Linked DNA regions of Sus scrofa: region 1 is linked to region 2. Evidence: chromatin contacts called from public Hi-C data. All regions are on one chromosome and are shown on one strand. Each heading gives the region's core, a stretch centred on a gene start, on an enhancer-like site or on the middle of the called end of the contact. The rest is flanking DNA. Distances are from core to core; before and after follow the strand shown.

What was found. Hi-C and Micro-C count contacts between places; a contact is called where the count stands out from the background.
Region 1: a contact with region 2 is called in a Hi-C map of alveolar macrophages, with 5 times the contacts expected there. The contact joins two enhancer-like sites. A contact is called at or near these places in 1 of 5 promoter capture datasets (liver), 22 of 47 Hi-C or Micro-C datasets (adipose tissue, alveolar macrophages, blood and 13 more) and 2 of 2 datasets of contacts at active chromatin or transcription factors (alveolar macrophages and skeletal muscle).

What each region holds. Positions count from the first base shown.
Region 1 is chr9:71,132,414-71,138,736 of Sscrofa11.1, forward strand. It overlaps CDK14 (cyclin-dependent kinase 14), which reads left to right. Exons shown (of 15, transcript XM_021102362.1): 11 at 4,319-4,382. Among named protein-coding and RNA genes, the nearest start is that of FZD1, 210 kb to the right of the region's middle. Within about 2 kb of position 3,113, at least 5 of the 83 cell types and tissues checked have an H3K27ac peak or open chromatin away from gene starts, as enhancers often do. A contact at or near this core is called in alveolar macrophages, where this site is marked.
Region 2 is chr9:70,625,826-70,631,796 of Sscrofa11.1, forward strand. All of the region lies in intron 6 of LOC110262229 (pituitary tumor-transforming gene 1 protein-interacting protein), which reads left to right. Among named protein-coding and RNA genes, the nearest start is that of CDK14, 49 kb to the right of the region's middle. Within about 2 kb of position 3,581, at least 4 of the 83 cell types and tissues checked have an H3K27ac peak or open chromatin away from gene starts, as enhancers often do. A contact at or near this core is called in alveolar macrophages, where this site is marked.

The sequences.
Region 1 (6,323 bases), core at 1,863-4,362, 510 kb after region 2:
ATTGCTATTAGGTTTCCCGGTGTTAGCTTCAGCCAGTTGCTCCTTTCAGATGAAACATTTTTTCTTCCTATCTCAGCCATCAGAATATCATACATCCCTTCCATTTCATATCAGCTGAAAATGTAAGATTTTTCTTGTATCTTCCTTTAAGTCACTGATGAAAATGCCGAAGAGGTTAGTACTAGTGCCGTGTGTGTGTGTGTGTGTGTGTGTGTGTGTGTTTGCACATGTGCACGCAAGCACATACACACACACGCTCTGGAATAGAGATTGAATGAGAAAAAATGAAAAAAAAAAAGCCTTGCTCCTTATACTCAGAACCTCCTTCTAGAGTCTGGTTAGTTGTCTGTGAATCATTTGACACCATCTGAGCCCCACTTCTCAGTCCGATCCTCCTGGGAGCCCAGAATCGCCTTGGTCAAACCAACCTGATTTTGAATTCCAGCTCCACGCACTTAGTTGTGATTGTTTCTAGATAGAAAGCACACAAGCAGGACAAGTTGAGGAGTTCTGCTTTCTCCCTGGTGCATCTCTGAACTTGATACCATCTGTTCCAAAACAGAGTGTGTAATATCCAAGCTGAGCTCTGCTGAGCTTCTTCACAAATTTTATCTAGGACTTCCCACTGAGGAACCAGCAAAAAAGCTTCCGGAACCTAAAGTAGTACAGCTGGGAAGCAGTCATGAGCTTGGAACTGCTGTGGACTTTCAGAGTGTCAGTTTGTTTGTTTGCTTGCATGCTTTTCAGGGTCGCAACTGCGACCTGAGGCATATAGAAGTTCCCGGGCTAGGGGTCAAATCAGGACTGCAGCTGCTGGCCTTCACCACAGCCATAGCAACGCCAAATCTGAGCCACGTCTTCCACCTACGCCACAGCTCACAGCAATGCCAGATCCTTAACCCACTGAGCAAGGCCAGGGATCGAACCCACATCCTCATGGATACCAGTTGGGTTTGCACCCTGCTAAACCACAATGGGAGCTCCCCAGAATGTCAGTTTCAAAATCATCAGTTACTCAGTTGTTCTCCATTTCCTTAGAGCCCTTGCTAAGTCTGATTGAAGTGATCAGCCCTGCTGGAGAATGCACGTCTCATGAAACAGTAAACTCCAGACTGGGAACCCAGCATGCTCCACCCATAACTTCATTAGCACCCACTCCTGTGAGCAGGTTTCATCTGCATTTAACAGGCCAGAATTCCTCTGTGCTCGATCCCTGTTAGAGACTTCCCTGACCCCTTGACCCAGGAAAGCAGTTCTTATTGTGCTTAAACTGCAGGTTTTGTTCAAGGAAAGCCCGTGAACTAATTTTAGCAGCCCTGGGGCCTGTGCAAAAGCAAAGACTAGCCAATGTGAGAGCTGTTAATAATTCGGAAGGGCAAGTCAGTATTTCTGACAAGCCCTCATTCTTCAGCTCTGAGCTCTGGGAGTGTATAATTCATTCTTCTGTTCTTTGTAAAGTAGATGTTTCAGCAGAGAGGCCCTCTTTTTCTCAGTGTCTTCCTCTGCCCATCATAAGGCTGACACAATGAGCAAGATTTATGCTGTACCTGTCAGCACATAGGTAAGACCAGAAGAGTCCTCTGTCTACTGTGACGACACAACGGATGTTAGCCTAGTGAAGAGATGAACCATCAAAGGAACAGGGAGACACAGAAGCCACTCTGACATCAAAGATGACACACCCACTTCCCTTAGGGCATAAGTAGCCCATCAACTCTAACCATGCATTTCACCCCCATTGCCTTTCTAAAAAGGCTCTTCCAGGAAGCAGCATTGATTTTGAATTCTTTTCCCTTGCCCACTTTCTATTTCCCATGCACATGGCCTAGGTGTGGTAGACAAGAGAAGAATTTGAGGTCTGGAATCTCATCAGTCAACACTAGAATAACTCAGAAAAAGTCCTATGTATTTTACTTTGCAGGTAATTCTTCTAAGATGGTCAGAATATTTGATAAGCCCTCTGAGACTGGACACTGTATATGGGGCAGTACAGTGCCTGTGAAAAAGCTTTAACATAAACACTGTAGAAACGTGGGTCGTCGGGGTATCAATCCTACCTTTATTAGGAATGAGAGAATGAGTTGCATGTTTTGCCTGGACTTTTCAGAGTTTATAAAACCCTAGAGGTTCTATTTCATATGTGGTGGATTGATCTTGATCAAGATGGGATTTGGGGGGCTGAAAGTTTCTCCCTTTAGTTGCCAAAGCTTAGTAGTTTGTCCTTTGCACGGAATTCAGTGGGAGCTCCAAGTGAAGCATCCCCTAGATGAGCTGTGCACTGCCCACACACCTGATTGCCTCTCTTTCTTGAAATCATGGGCAGAATTGGTGGAAAGAGAGGGGGGCATGCCTTTTGCAGGGACCCTGTTGTCACAATTGTGACTTGACTTTGCCTCTCTTCTTGTCTTATATCACCATGGGCCCCTCTTGCCTGTCACCTTCTGCTCTCACCCAGCCCCTCCAGAGTGGGACCTTGTTTGTGTAGATCTGCCTGTGTATGTTAGTATTAATTAGTGCTTGCAAAGTTAACCAAGATGATTTTAAAGATTTGCATTCCCTGATCTCCTGAACCTGGATTCCAGGTTTCAGTGAGGAACATCGGGCATGTGTGTAACTCTGATTCACATGGAAGCAGTGCAGGAAGCACTCGCTGTACGTGCCAGCTTTTGCCCTCGCGCCCCCCCAGGAAGTCATACATAGACTCAGAGCTCTGCGTCTCCCCATTGTCTAGTGGTACCTCTGGGCCTCAGAGACAGAGATGAATAGGCGTCCTTTTCTCCCTAATGTCAACTGTGCCTCCAGATTTTTTTTACATTATTTTTAATTTAATTACACTTTAATTGATTTTAGTTTAATTTTTAATTATTAAAATATAGTTGATTTACAATGTTGTGTCAATTTCTACTGTCCAGCTAAGTGGCCCAGTCATATATATTCTTTTCCTCATACTCTCTTCCATCATGTTCTGTCCTGAAAGATTGGATATAGTTCCCTGTGCTGTGCAGCAGGACCTCGTTGATTATAATGCCACTTGTAGCAACGTGGATGCAACTAGAGCTTATCTTACAAAGTGAAGCAACTCAGAAAGAGGAAGACAGATACCATGCCTCCAGTTTTGCCAGCTTCCGGCTTTCTCTCTTCCGCTTTCTAACTCACTTGACTCTCCGTGTTGGTCCAGCATAGTTTGAGTTACAGCATTTGGCACTGACTCCACAGATCAGGGAGTCCCTGTGGAAAAGACGGGTGGGCTAGATTCTTTCCCATGGCCTGCACCTGCTGGGCCTGACTCCATTTTCTGTGGGTGCTTTGGAGAGCACCTGGTCCCAACATGATGCCTACTGCGTGCTGGATGGTGGGCTCCCCCAGACCAGGAGGGTGCTGTTGTCAGCTCCAGAGTACACAGGAGGAAAATAAAGTTCTTTGAGGTCCCATGGCTAGCAAGTAGGGAATCAAAGGAGCGTGACTCCCTATTCTGTGCTCCTCACCTTTCAAGCCTACTGTTCTCCAGTGGAGATTTAACGATCATTGCATATAATAGCAATAGGTGGTGGAACTGAAAATTCAAATAGAGTATGCCCAGTTATACCTGAACTGGAATTTCTGTTTAATTCCCTGGACTAAGTCAAACGTGGTGGGGATGGGAAAGGAGACAGGGGAAGAAGCTGGAAATGTGGATGGAAAAAGATGGTGTAGGCAGAACAGTATTTGGAGATGAAGAAAGTATAAAACACGTGACTAAAGGTGGTAACTGTAACAGACAGTCTGGCCAGTAGAGCGTGGGAGTATTCTGTCTGTCCTGCTTCTTTGAAATATTCTGATACCCAGACAGAGGACGTGGTGGAAGAAGTGACACAATTCTCATAACTGTTCAATGATGACCCATCTGATACTGTGAAGGATGAAAGCTCATGAAAGAATCATGAGGCACACATACATACTTTATTCAGTTTCATGAAGATAACAGTTCATCCTTTGAGTCCTAAGCCTACTTATTAAGTTAGGAGTTGGTAAAATGCAGCAGATTTAACTTATTTTAGCACATTCAGCTGCATTTGTTAAAACGTTAACAAATTTTTAATTTTTAATTTGTTAAGACGTTTTAATTTGTTAAGACTGTTTTAATTTGTTAAGACATTCAACCTGGGTGGCTTTTTAGCTGGGTTTGTTTTTTACTGAAATAAAATCCCTGGCACATGATAATGGAAAAAAAAAAAAATCCAGAATTTCATCATATGTCGTGTACTGTTTTCTACCCTGGAGAATCTTGAGTACTTTGGAAATAATAAGTCTGTTTCCACAATTTCCTACTCTCCACTAGGTTCTTGGGACGCCCAATGAGGACACATGGCCTGGAGTTCATTCTTTACCACATTTTAAGCCAGGTATGTTTCACTAATTACAAATGACTAAGTGCTTCCAAAATGCAAAGGGTGAATGTATAAATGTTCCTCCTCAGGCTGATATATCACCTGGAAAAATTCTGGTTACTTTTGCCATTGTGTGTTATACCTCTTATTGGAGTTGTCCTCTGGTTTTCACAATTTGTCTGTAAAGATGGAATGAGTGACATCCCTTATGAGAGTTTTTCACTGTATGTGTTTCATTGGATTTGACTGGCTAATCTTGTGGTAACCTTTCATTTCATCCTCAGTTAGACTAGCATCCATGTCTATAAAAACAAACTTTATGTCACTATAATCCATCTGTGTGACCTGTAGTAATAATACTAGGCAAAGTATTAAATTGTAAAAAGGAAAAATAACATTTTTGATTTTTTTTTAAATCTCATAATACATGGTTAATTAATTTGAGCATAAATGACAAAATGTTCTATATTTCCAACATTCCTTTTTTTTCATGTTAAATATTTAAACCTCTAAACTGGAAAATCAGAGAAAATGCAGAACTTTTAAAACAAGTTGTCACTTTTTACTTACCACTAGGTGGCAGTCAAGAAACTTTCAGTTTTAATAATTACACTTAACAGAAGAATTTCAAATATGGTCGATTTAATTTTTATGGGAGGGATGAAAGGTTTGCAATTAGAAATTTAATAAAAATCAATGGAACAAATTATTGTAAAATAATCCTCTTTTTTTCTTTTCTTGGTTACAAAACATGGATTATAAAATGAGCCCTACCATAAAATTTCTGAAAGGAACTTTATGGAAGATCTAATAGTCCGTTATTTTATGAGGGGAAAGAGCTATGAATAATCACTACAATAGGAGCCAAGTATACTCTTTTTCTTCCCTTTCCCTCTTGTGGGGGACCATCAGGAATAAATTATCAATCCCAAAGAATGACTGAATGAGGAAACTATTTTTATTCTTAGTAATTTTCTTCTGAAAGTGTATGTATGCTATACGGAGAATTCTCTTATCTTCTTTGGATACTGCAAGGACTTTGTACTTTTACTGAAAATTCTAAATAACTTCTATGTCTTTAAAGATTATAGAAATTTAACAATTTAAGATGGATATTTTTTGTTTTTTCTTTTCTTTTTTTTTTAAGCAAGCAAGAAGCATCCTCTAAACTGTCTCATTAATGAAGTTTGACAACACAGATCTTTATATAAATGTTCCAAATGTGGGCTCTTAAAGAAGAGTGGCTTCCCTGTCTTATTATCTTAAGTCCTAGGGAAATAATATGCGAGAATATGGAAGGAGTTTCAATGAATAAAATTAGCAGAAAGGAACAATTAAGATAGGCAGTTGGCCTGCCAAGTTTCTGGACTAGAAAACATTATTTAATTTTGTTGTGAATAGAATTTATTTTCTTTTTCTTTTCTTTTCTCTTTTTTTTTTTTTTTTTTCTTTTTTTTTCAGTTTTGCCTGCCCTGCAGCCTATGGAGTTCCCAGGCCAGGGATCAGCTCTGAGCTGCAGTTGAGACCCACACTGCAGCTTTGGCAAAGTCGGATCCTTTAACCAACTGTGCCGGGCCAGGGATCAAGCCTGTAGAGACGCCATAGATCCTGTCGCGCCACAGTGGGAACTCCATAGAATTTATTTTCATCAACAACGTACAATAGCCTTTATTAAATGTGTTCTGGAAAGTACTATGATGTAATGCAGATTGTACAAACAGATTGGGAACTTCATGAGATATAGTTTATATATCTGCTCATGTATATATTTTGCTTCAGTAAATGTCTGTTGTCCTGAATTGAATGTTTAAAACAGACATCATTTATGTGACTCTTCTGGTAGATATATATATGTGTGTGTGTGTGTGTATATATATATATGTATGTTTAAGTTATTGATATATGTACAAAGTGCCACTACAGACATACAAGACATAGAAGGTAATGGCGGTCGAG
Region 2 (5,971 bases), core at 2,331-4,830:
CCCAAACTGCTGCAGTCAGGTTCTTAACCCACTGCTCCATAGTGGGAACTCCTGGGAATGACAGCTGAGGACTTGTTAACAATACAGACTCTTAGGTCTCATTCTAGTTCTACTGAATCAGAATCTGCACTTTAACAAAAATCCTGATTATTTGTATGAACATTAAAATTGTTTTTTTAATTTATTGAGGTATAATTGATATATATTAATTTCAAGATTAATTCTCAAACATCTCAAAATGAGAAACATTCATTTAGATGATTTTATATAAGTCATATTTGTGAGGTAACCACATGAATATAACTTTTTTTTTTTTTGTCTTTTGCCTTTTCTAGGGCCACACCCGTGGCATATGGAGGTTCCCAGGCTAGGGGTCCAGTCAGAGCTGTAGCCACAGGCCTACGCCAGAGCCACAGCAGCACAGGATCCGAGCTGCGTCTGCAACCTACACCACAGCTCACAGCAACGCCGGATCATTAACCCACTGAGCAAGGCCAGGGATCGAACCAGCAACCTCATGGTTCCCAGTCGGATTTGTTAACCACTGCGCCACAATGGGAACTCCCATGAATATAACTTTTGTGCTAAGAATTACTCTCATACCTTTGTTTAGCTTTCACCTTTCAAACTGCTTTTTTTTTTTTTTTGTCTTTTTGCTATTTCTTGGGCCGCTCCCGCGGCATATGGAGGTTCCCAGGCTAGGGGTTGAATTGGAGCTGTAGCCACCGGCCCACGCCAGAGCCACAGCAACGCGGGATCCGAGCCGCGTCTGCAACCTACACCACAGCTCACGGCAACGCCGGATCGTTAACCCACTGAGCAAGGGCAGGGACCGAACCCGCACCCTCATGGTTCCTAGTCGGATTCGTTAACCACTGCGCCACGACGGGAACTCCTCAAACTGCTTTTTGAGAAAAATAGTCAAATCATGTATGACCCTACTCTTTAATTAATCCTACTCTAGAGCTATATTTTCCTCTCGAAAACATAGAAATCCTAACGATAAATATACAGTGCCTCGCATAAGTTGAAATATGTTCCATGTAAATCAAATACTTGCCATTCTCTCTGTGGTTTATATTCCACTTGCAAAGTTTCTTTTTATTATTATTATTATTTTTTAATTTTCCCACTGTGTAGCAAGGGGATCAAGTTATCCTTACATGTATACATTACAATTACATTTTTTTCCCCACCCTTTGTTCTGTTGCAACATGAGTATCTAGACAAAGTTCTCAATGCTACTCAGCAGGATCTCCTTGTAAATCTATTCTAAGTTGTGTCTGATAAGCCCAAGCTCCAGATCCCTCCCACTCTCTCCCTCTCCCATCAGGCAGCCACAAGTCTATTCTCCAAGTCCATGATTTTCTTTTCTGAGGAGATGTTCATTTGTGCTGGATATTAGATTCCAGTTATAAGTGATATCATATGGTATTTGTCTTTGTCTTTCTGGCTCATTTCACTCAGTATGAGTCTCTAGTTCCATCCATGTTGCTGCAAATGGCATTATGTCATTCTTTTTTATGGCTGAATAGTATTCCATTGTGTATATATACCACTTCTTCCGAATCCAATCATCTGTCGATGGACATTTGGGTTGTTTCCATGTCCTGGCTATTGTGAATAGTGCTGCAATGAACATGCGGGTGCATGTATCTCTTTTAAGTGGAGTTTTGTCTGGATATATGCCCAAGAGTGGGATTGCGGGGTCATATGGAAGTTCTATGTATAGATTTCTAAGGTATCTCCAAACTGTTCTCCAGAGTGGCTGTACCAGTTGACATTCCCACCAACAGTGCAGGAGAGTTCCCTTTTCTCCACAGCCCCTCCAGCACTTGTTATTTGTGGATTTATTAATGGTGGCCATTCTGACTGGTGTGAGGTGGTATCTCATGGTAGTTTTGATTTGCATTTCTCTTATAATCAGCGATGTTGAGCATTTTTTCATGTGTTTGCTGGCCATCTGTATATCTTTGGAGAAATGTCTATTCAGGTCTTTTGCCCATTTTTCCATTGATTGATTGGCTTTTTTGCTGTTGGGTTGTATAAGTTGTTTATATATTCTAGAGATTAAGCCCTTGTTGGTTGCATCATTTGAAACTATTTTCTCCCATTCTGAAAGTTGTCTTTTTGTTTTCTTTCTGGTTTCCTTTGCTGTGCAAAAGCTTTTCAGTTTGATGAGGTCCCATGGGTTTATTTTTGCTCTAATTTCTATTGCTTTGGGAGACTGACCTGAGAAAATATTCATGATGTTGATGTCAGAGAGTGTTTTGCCTATGTTTTCTTCTAGGAGTTTGATGGTGTCCTGTCGTATATTTAAGTCTTTCAGCCATTTTGAGTTTATTTTTGTGCATGGTGTGAGGGTGTGTTCTAGTTTCATTGCTTTGCATGCAGCTGTCCGGGTTTCCCAGCAATGCTTGCTGAATAGACTTTCTTTTTCCCATTTTATGTTCTTGCCTCCCTTGTCAAAGATTAATTGACCATAGGTGTCAGGGTATATTTCCGGGTTCTCTATTCTGTTCCATTGGTCGGTCTGTCTGTTTTGATACCAGTACCACACTGTTTTGATGACTGTGGCTTTGTAGTATTTCTTGAAGTCTGGGAGAGTTATGCCTCCTGCTTGGTTTTTGTTTCTCAGGATTGCTTTGGCGATTCTGGGTCTTTGGTGGTTCCATATAAATTTTTGGATTGTTTGTTCTAGTTCTGTGACACTTGCAAAGTTTCTCAGTTTATTCTTTCAGCTTTTCACAGGTCACCTTTTTGAGGCTGCTGCCCCACTGCCCTTTCAATTTCACTCCCAGCTGAAAGAAATCCCCTCTCTTAATTTCCTTAAGCAAGACCTCACTGTAACTTTACCAAGAACTTGGGAGTCTGTGGAATGGGAACACGTAGGAAACCAGCCACCGGAAATGTGTTTTTCAGGGGTTCACAGCTAAACCTTTCCCAAGGGCAAGTCTGACCTTTGATTTTATTCCTTCATGTGTTGCTAGAATGCTCTTCACCTACCCCACCCTTGACCTCTGCCTTTTAGCCCATATTTATGCCTCCTCCAAATTACTGCTTATTCTGAACACACACACACACCCATCTCATCTGAAGACCAAAGGCAGAGAAAAATGTAGTTTTCCCTTCTGATCCTGGTGTAGAGCCTGCCCCAGCCTAGTGTGGGTCATCGTGTGCAGTCTAGCACCTACAAGTCCTTAACACTCTCCAGTTTAGAAGAGATTTGGGCTTCTAAATCTCTATTTTTTTTTTTGCACAGTCAAAAGTTCCACTGAAGGTTCCTAGTTACCCTCTCCCCCACCCCAAAATATGTAATTGCTTCAGAGGCATTTAGTGAAACAGAAAGATGCTACAAGTTTTTTGAAAAGTTAAGATCCTGCTGCAAATAGATCACCCTTTCCATATAAAATAGTTTTGTTTGTTCATTCAGCGAATAGAGCTAACTGTCAGAGATTCATATGTGTGATGGCTGTATTTTTTAAAATATTGATGGTCATTCGTGCATGTTTGCAGTGTGAGTTCAAAGAATGACTCAAGTATGAGTCAAATGCCCTTTTTTACTCCTAATTTCCCCTTTTTTCAGTAATCTTTAAGTTTCCTGTTTCTTGACATAATTTCAGTGAAATTAAACTTGAACAGTCATTTCATCAGGCAGTGCTGAAACAACTCGATATTCATGTGGGAAAAATGAAACTCAGCTCGTACCTCACACCACAGAGAAAAATTAATTCAAGGTGGATTATAGACCTAAACATAAAACTAAAACAATAAAGCTTCTAGAAGAAAGCATAGGAAAATATCTTTGCAATCTTAGGGTAGGCAAAGATTTCCTAAGGAAAATAGAAAGCACTGACCACAAAAGGAAAAAAATTTTTGGTTGATTTTACTCTATCAAAGTTAAACACTTTCAACAGACAATGTTAAGAGAACAAGCAGACAAGGCACAAACTGAGAGGATATGTTTACAACACATGTATCTGACAAAACACCTGCACCCAAAATATATAAAGAATACCTGCAATTTAACAATATTTTTAAAAATCTTAAAAATATATAAAAAGGTTTTAACAGTCACTTTACAGGAAAAGCTGCATCTAAATTCCCAACAGAAGTTCCCGTCGTGGCACAGCAGAAATGAATCTGACTACAAACTATGAGGTTGTGGGTTCAATCCCTGGTCTCGCTCAGAGGGTTAAGGATCCAGTGTTACTGTGAGCTTTGGTGTAGGTCGCAGATGCGGCTTGGATCTGGTGTTGCTATAGCTCTGGCATAGACTGGCGGCTACAGCTCCAATTGGAACCCTAGCCTGGGAACACCCATATGCCGCAGGTGTGGCCCTAAAAAGACAATAAATAAATAAATAAATAAATTGCCAGCAGATACTTAAAAACTCTCAACATCACTAAGTTCTTATAAAAATACTTTTTTTTTTTTTTTTGTCTTTTTAGGGCCACACATGCAGCATATGGAGGATCCCAGGCTAGGGGTCGAATCCGAGCTGTAGCTGCTGGCCTATGGCACAGCCACAGCAATGGGGGATCTGAGCCACGTCTGCAACCTGCATCACAACTCATGGCAATACCAGATCCTTAACATGCTGAGTGAGGCGAAGGATCGAACCTGCATCCTCATGGATGCTAGTCAGTTTCGTTTCCGCTGAGACATGACAGGAACTCCCCCAAAGTCAATTTTAAACCAAAGCAAGATACTACACATTCACTAGAATGGCAGAAACTAAAGAGAATATAAACTTCAGACTCATGTTTTTCTAGAGAAAAGTGTAAAACTATATAACTACTCTGGGAAATTGTTCAGCACTTTCTTATAAAGTTAAACACATACTTACCATCCAATTTGGCATTCCCACCCCTAAATATGTACCCCAGTAAAGTGAAAAGCTGACCACACAAAGACCAATCTGTAAATGTTCATAGCAGCTTTACTCCTGGTAGCCTTAGCTTGGAACCAGCCCAGGTATCCATAAACTGGACAATGGATAAACTGAGATCTATTCATACAGTGGAGTACACGCAGAAATAAAAAAAGAACTAACTACTACTACAACCACAAGGATGAATCTCGTAAACATTATGCTTGAGTAAAGGAACTCAAACTAAAAAGAATATATAACATGTATGATTTCGATTACATGAATTTCAAGAACAGGTAAAACTCATCTATGATTACAGAGATGAGAACCACAGTTGTCAGGGGATGGATGTGGTAGGGAATGGCTGGAATGGGCTGGGGAAATTTTCTTCTGTGATAGAACATTTTTTGATAGGAGTGTGGATGAATGCAGGTGTCAGAACTGAAAACTGTGTGTCTGTTTTATCAAAACTGACCAAAATACACAGAAGACCCATGCATTTCCTTGTTTAAATATCTCAATTTTTAAAATTGAGCATCTTTAAAATTATATAATCATTTCATTTAGTCTCTGTTATAACTGTTGATGCATAGATCCACCCTACTAATGCTTCTAATAATGGCCCGTTACTCAATGGTGCTGATGAATAGTAATTTATATATGTCATCCAATTAGGTAAGACTATTTTTTCTATGGAGCTTCTGAATTTTGCTAAACATAACTGCAGATTTAACTTCTATATGCAGCTGTGACCCCCTGTAGATTTGTTTTAGAAGATACAAATTTTCAGCTGAGTTGCCTCAATGCTTTTCACCATGTGATCCCCTTACATGTTTATGTCCATCTTTATGTTCTGATCTGAAATGTCTTCAACATTTGATTCTCTGCCACCAAAATCCCATCAATCTATCACAGCCCAGTTCAATTGCCATTTCTTCCAGAGGCTTTTATTCCCTCCTACAGCTAATTTAGCTCTCAATTCTCTCCTGAACCATTGGAATGCTTTTCCTCTCAAGTTCTAATTCCTATGATAAGGCAACAGCTTAGTGGGATGGAAATCCTATGAAATCAGATTGTTATGATCATTATGCAACTACA